2 separate regions of the Sus scrofa genome follow, and region 1 is linked to region 2. The links are chromatin contacts, called in public HiChIP or PLAC-seq maps. All regions are on one chromosome and are shown on one strand. Each heading gives the region's core, a stretch centred on a gene start, on an enhancer-like site or on the middle of the called end of the contact. The rest is flanking DNA. Distances are from core to core; before and after follow the strand shown. Region 1 overlaps LOC106507478 (a long non-coding RNA gene). Region 2 overlaps NUAK1 (NUAK family SNF1-like kinase 1).

What was found. HiChIP or PLAC-seq counts read pairs in DNA pulled down with a chosen protein or histone mark.
Region 1: a contact with region 2 is called in an H3K27ac HiChIP or PLAC-seq map of skeletal muscle. The contact joins two enhancer-like sites. A contact is called at or near these places in 1 of 47 Hi-C or Micro-C datasets (liver) and 1 of 2 datasets of contacts at active chromatin or transcription factors (skeletal muscle).

The regions. Positions count from the first base shown.
Region 1 is chr5:14,346,209-14,348,908 of Sscrofa11.1, forward strand. All of the region lies in intron 2 of LOC106507478 (a long non-coding RNA gene), which reads right to left. Among named protein-coding and RNA genes, the nearest start is that of NUAK1, 260 kb to the left of the region's middle. Within about 2 kb of position 1,358, at least 10 of the 83 cell types and tissues checked have an H3K27ac peak or open chromatin away from gene starts, as enhancers often do. A contact at or near this core is called in skeletal muscle, where this site is marked.
Region 2 is chr5:14,158,370-14,161,132 of Sscrofa11.1, forward strand. The region is part of intron 6 of NUAK1 (NUAK family SNF1-like kinase 1); the gene reads left to right. Among named protein-coding and RNA genes, the nearest start is that of NUAK1, 70 kb to the left of the region's middle. Within about 2 kb of position 1,387, at least 36 of the 83 cell types and tissues checked have an H3K27ac peak or open chromatin away from gene starts, as enhancers often do. A contact at or near this core is called in skeletal muscle, where this site is marked.

The DNA.
Region 1 (2,700 bases), core at 108-2,607, 190 kb after region 2:
GTTTGAGAACATCTGAATGATTTTCTGTTACTTTATCTCAAAGCATAAAAGAGTCCACCCCGTCGGGCAACTGTGAGGATTGAATAAAATCACACAAGAAGTTGAGCAGAGTACTTAGCACATGGTAAGTGCTCAATTGTTAGCTGCTCTCATGAACATAAACCCCCCTCTCCTTTTAGGAAATGCTCTCTATCTTGGGGTGCAAGTATTAGAAAACCTCACCCACGATGGTTTAAATAATCGTGGGGGTTTATCAGTCCATCTAACTGAAGAGTCACAGGGGGCACGAGGGACTTCTGAAAACAGCTGCCCCAGTGGCTCGGCAAGGACCCCAAAGCTCATGACCGTCATTTCTATCCCCTACCTTCTGCAGTGTCCTCTCCATTCCAACGCTAGTCCCCCTCATGAACCAAAGAGGTCTGGAGACAGCAGCCATCCGGCAGGAAAAGGAACCTCTCTCAGACATTCTCTTAAAAGAGCAATTGAATTTCTCCCCAGAAGCCTCCAGAGACGACCTCCTGAATCACACCCACTTGCACTGGATCCTGTGGCCTGAACCAATGATGCTGGCCAGAGAGACATGGGGTGTGATGGTGGCTTCAGCCAATCAGGGCCCACGCCTGGGCGGTGGAGGCAGGTACAACCAGCTGGGTGTAAGTGAGATAAATACCCACACGAAATATTATTTTCAGTGCTACGAAGAAGAAGGAAAAGTGGATCTTTGATGGCCAAACCCAGCAAGTAACCAGTGCTCTGGGACAGCTACATCCGCCGGTTTCCTCCTGAATCCTTACGTACTTTTCTCTAGTCGCCCTGACTCTTCTGTATTATATTCATTCATTCATCATTCTCTTCCCATTAGGAGTGAGATTCTTGAAGGGAGGGTCCATGTCTTACTCACTTTTTGGTCCTCAGCACCTAACACGGACACTGGCATTTGGTAAATGGGCATCAAATGCATCAAAAAAACCCCACAAATAATTGAATGAGGAATGCTTCCTTCTTGCTCAGTGGAAAAATTTATCCCTGCAGCAGCGGGAGTGGAATCCCTGCTAGAGGCTAGGAGTCAATCGGTCTCTATAAATTCCGATCCCAATGCCCGGGATTTCCACCCAACAGATGCTTTTTGCATTGTGCAACACCCAGGCCTGTGGGCTGCCTGAATTCACGTGTTCGCTCCAGCCTTCATCAGTCCACTTCCTGCGAAGAAGCGAGAGCCCGCGGGGCCCCGTGCGAGCTGCAGATGGTTTCCGTTTCATGTTTCAGCCAATAAATGCGAGGGCTCTCTCACAGGCCACTTAATGTGTATCACAGACGTTTCCTTGGACTCACGGTCTCTTCTCCTTCCTCCGGGAACCCAGCGCCTGAATGATCTGCAGACCTGATAGGGACGAAGAGCTGGGCTGAGAACACCAAGAGTCTGAAGGCTCAGCGCCATTCATTTAATTGTGTGACTTGGGGGTGAGCAGCCTGACCTCATGACCTCACATACATCCCAGGCTCTCAGCACAGGTGGGTCTGCCTTGGGGCGGATAGTGCTGCACATCTGGAGAAGCTAACATCTGGATGAACACACCCATGGAATGATGCTGGGATCAGCTGGGACTGGGCCACTGGGTCATTTCTTTTCTTCATACGCCTTTCATTTTACCTTAAACAAAATTTTTTTCAGCACTTTCTGAAAATGAGCAAGGGGCAATTTTAGCAGGGCCAGAAGGGAAAATTGTCTCTGAGTCCTGTTTCATCTTCCAGACTCATCATTACCAGCCAAAGTCATATGAAATTAAAACTGAGGCTTGGCTGGCCACAGCAACAAGCAGAAATCTAAGACTATAATACATAAAACACAACCTCTTACAGAAATAAATATCTGTGCAAAGCCACAGAGCTCAGAAATAGCATTTGGTTCTTCTGCAAAACTACCCCTCCCCTCCCCCCCAACCAGATCAAACCCTAGAGAAAACTGGCTGCGTTCTTGCTACTGTCCCTCCAAATGGAAAAAGAAGGGAGCTGCAGAAAGTGAGCTGAAGGAAAGTGATCTTGGTGTTCTAAGACTGGAAAAATATAAAGGCTGAACATTTGGGCAGAGAAATGCTCTATGTAGAAGGTAAGAATTCAGCGGGAGGACACTGTCAAAATGACAGTGGCACCAGGCTCACCTGGCAATAGGACTTATCCCAGGAGACACTTGCTTCCTCAAAACTGGCCACATTTTGCACTAGAAATTCTTCACTGTGTTCTAAAATAGAACTTGTAAAAAGAAGTTGGAAGTCACTTTTTGTGGTTGTTTTCTAAAAAGCTCTTCTCTCCAAGAGTTATATCTCAAACACTTAGCTTTAAGCAGCAAAAGGTTCAAAATTTATTGGATGTTGATGCAAACTTACAAACCCCCAGGGTTTATAAAAGTGGATTGAGAATACTCAAGAACAGTTTGTCTGCCTAGTGGAATTTCAACATTTCCATTTTTGCTTAACTTTGGAACCAAAGGTTAGGGATGTTACGGCATCAATAGGGCACATCACGTTGGAGCTCATGTCTTATTAGAAAAAAATCTATTTTAGAGAGAAAGATTGGGTTTCTAGTGCTAATAAAACTTGGGGTGGAGTTGTTGGACTTCAGAAATGGTTTGCACATATTGCCAACAGGCACATGAAAAGATACTCATCATGGCTAAATATTAGAGAAATACAAATCAAAACT
Region 2 (2,763 bases), core at 137-2,636:
TGAAGCATATGGAAATTCCCAGGCTAGGGGTGAAATCAGAGCTGTAGCTGCCGGCCTACGCCACAGCCACAGCAATGCTGGATCCTTAACCCACTAGAGTGAGGCCAGGATCAAACCTGAGTCTTCATGGATACTAGTCGGGTTCGTTATCACTAAGCAACAAAGGGAATTCTATCTGTTCATTTGTTAAATGAGTATTTGCAGAGTAATTACTATGTGCCAGGCCCTGTGACCAGGCCTGAAGAGTCCATGACAAACAGGAGGATTTTAGACACTATATAGTCAGAGCACTGAACTCTTAATATCCAAGGCCCTGCTTACAAGACTGGCCACCCGGGGAACAAATAGAACAGGAAGTCAGCTGCCTGAGGGTGCCGTGGGACCTGGGGCGTGTGGTCAGGCCATGGCTAGAGAATTGGGTTCTGGTCTGAGGGGTGCACATTCTAAGGCCTTCTGTCATCCACCCTGTTAACTTTCTCTGCAGATTCTTCCTGCCACCTGCCCAGAGCTCTCAGAATGAAATGTAGTCTTTACAAGGCCTGGAATGTGAGCCTCTCGCTTGGGGGTTGGGTTCTTTGGTACAGCTTGACCTCTTGGTCCCCTGATGTAGTCCCAGAAGTGATAAGGCACATAGCTTCCTACTGAGTCATAGAATTCCCCAATGGAAGAGAAGAATGGTTCGCATTCTGAAAGCCATTGTGCTGGGAACAATGGGCAGGAGCCCCGGAGAATGGCTCATTTGCATAACGCAATAGGGCAGTGATGCTGGGCCTCTCAGCTCCCATGACCAGGTCCTTCATCTGGGATCCTTGACCAGTATGTAACAGCAGCTATGTGGAGCATTACAAAAAAGTTTTGGTCGTATTTTTTACTTAAGATTCTTAATCCTTAATTTCTGTTCCTGGCATTTGCCAAGGACACACACACACACACCCCTCTTCCCTTTCTCTGGTGCTGTTCCTTCTGCTTCGAACTTCAGGGAATCCTTTAAGGATCTGAGAATCTTAGAGCTTGACAGAACCTTAAAGGTCATTTTCCAACCCCTCAATTGAATGATTATGGCCCAGAAAGTCTAAGTGATGAGCCCAAGCTTGTACACAGTGAACCAGTATGTTGCCACGTCCTTGTTTCCTCGCCATGTGGCACAGTGCCTGTCACACAGTAGGGCTGCTAAGCTGTTGGATTTTGGAGTGAAGGGCAGACAGCCAGGGTTAGAACTCACATGTTTCACTTCCAGGCACATTCTCTTTTCATCATCTCACACCCACTTCCAAGGTTTTTGAAAATGTGTTTCAGCTGCTGCTGGTCTGTCTTCGGCTGGATATGCTCAGCTCTTCCTGACTCAGCATCTTGCTGGAAACATATTTAGAAAGGGCCCTTCTAGCAAAGGCAGGCAGACACATGGCCACAAGCTGGCCTCTGCGTTCAGGAGAGCTCGTGCCGTCAGTGTCTGGACTGGGGGACCACTGACCCTGAAGGTCCATTGCCAACCAGCAGAGGACGAGCAGTGCGGTACCTCTCCAAATGTGGGTCCACCCTCCATATTTCGAGGGTGGAGGGCTTTTGCCAGAAAGCCTTTAAAGATGCTACTGGTTTAAGCTTTTCATATGTCACTGCAGTTTTGGCGTGAGCCCGGGAGTTTGCTCCTCTCCCCTTCCCTGCCTGATGTTGATTCACAGAGAGCACATCTGGCGTCGGGAAGTATTTATCTGGCCACTGCTCGAGGGCGAGGCTTCTAAAAATATTCACACAGTCGGTCGGCAGAAAGAATGAGAGCAATGTGCTTCTTTGGGTTGCATTCCGTACTCTGTGGACAAGCGGCGCGTCTGCTAAAGGAGACACCAAGCGCAGCGTGAATTTGCAATTAATAAAAACGGCCCGATTCACATCCCACTCTCTGGGAGAACGGAATGCCGACAGTTCCCGTCCTGGGCTGCTGTAAAAGTGCTTGACAAGGAGAAGGGGGCCAGGCGCCAGGGTCAGGCGACCTCCACAAAGAGGGCTGGGAATTTGGTGAGCTCCCCGGGCTCAGAGTAAGAGGGACACAGGGGAAATGGCCCGTTGGCCTCGATGACAATGGAAACACCCGCTGGTGTGGATAAGAAGAGCAGCTCTGAATGGCCAGGGCTAAGACACGATGCAACCCCCCGAGGCTTACCAAGACCAAGCGGGGCAGCTCAGGGTGTGTGAATGTGAAGATGCTGCATTCATGCATTAATGAGTCCATTCATTTGTTTGTTCATTTGTGTGTGTGTGTGTGTGTGTGTTACATATATATCCATTCCTGTGCTTATTCACTTGGTGAGTTGAATATCTCCCATGAGCATTATTTATTCGACCACAAATATGTGCTAAGTTCCTACTGTGTACCTGGTCCTGTGCTGGATGCTGGGAATTCGATAGTGAACCAGGTGGCCAGGTCCTTGTCTTCTTGGAGCTCAGAATCTAGCTGTTGTTAAAGTGAGCCGTAATAACGGCCCATGAGAGGAATGCACAGGTAAATGAGGAAAGTAAAGTATCTGCCCTAATGGACATAGGATTCCATTGAGGATGCAAACAATCAACAAGTAAATAAATAATGTAATTCTCTGGTGGTGATGAAATTCCAGGCAGGATGAGGATGGAGAATGAATGGCAGGTGCTATTTTAGTTGGGTGGGTGGGGACGGGGAGGTGGGGAGGTGGTGGTCAGAGAAGCCCCTTTCATAGAACTCAACTCCAAAAATCCACCAGGTTTTTTGGCCTTTGCGCACAGTTCCCTCTG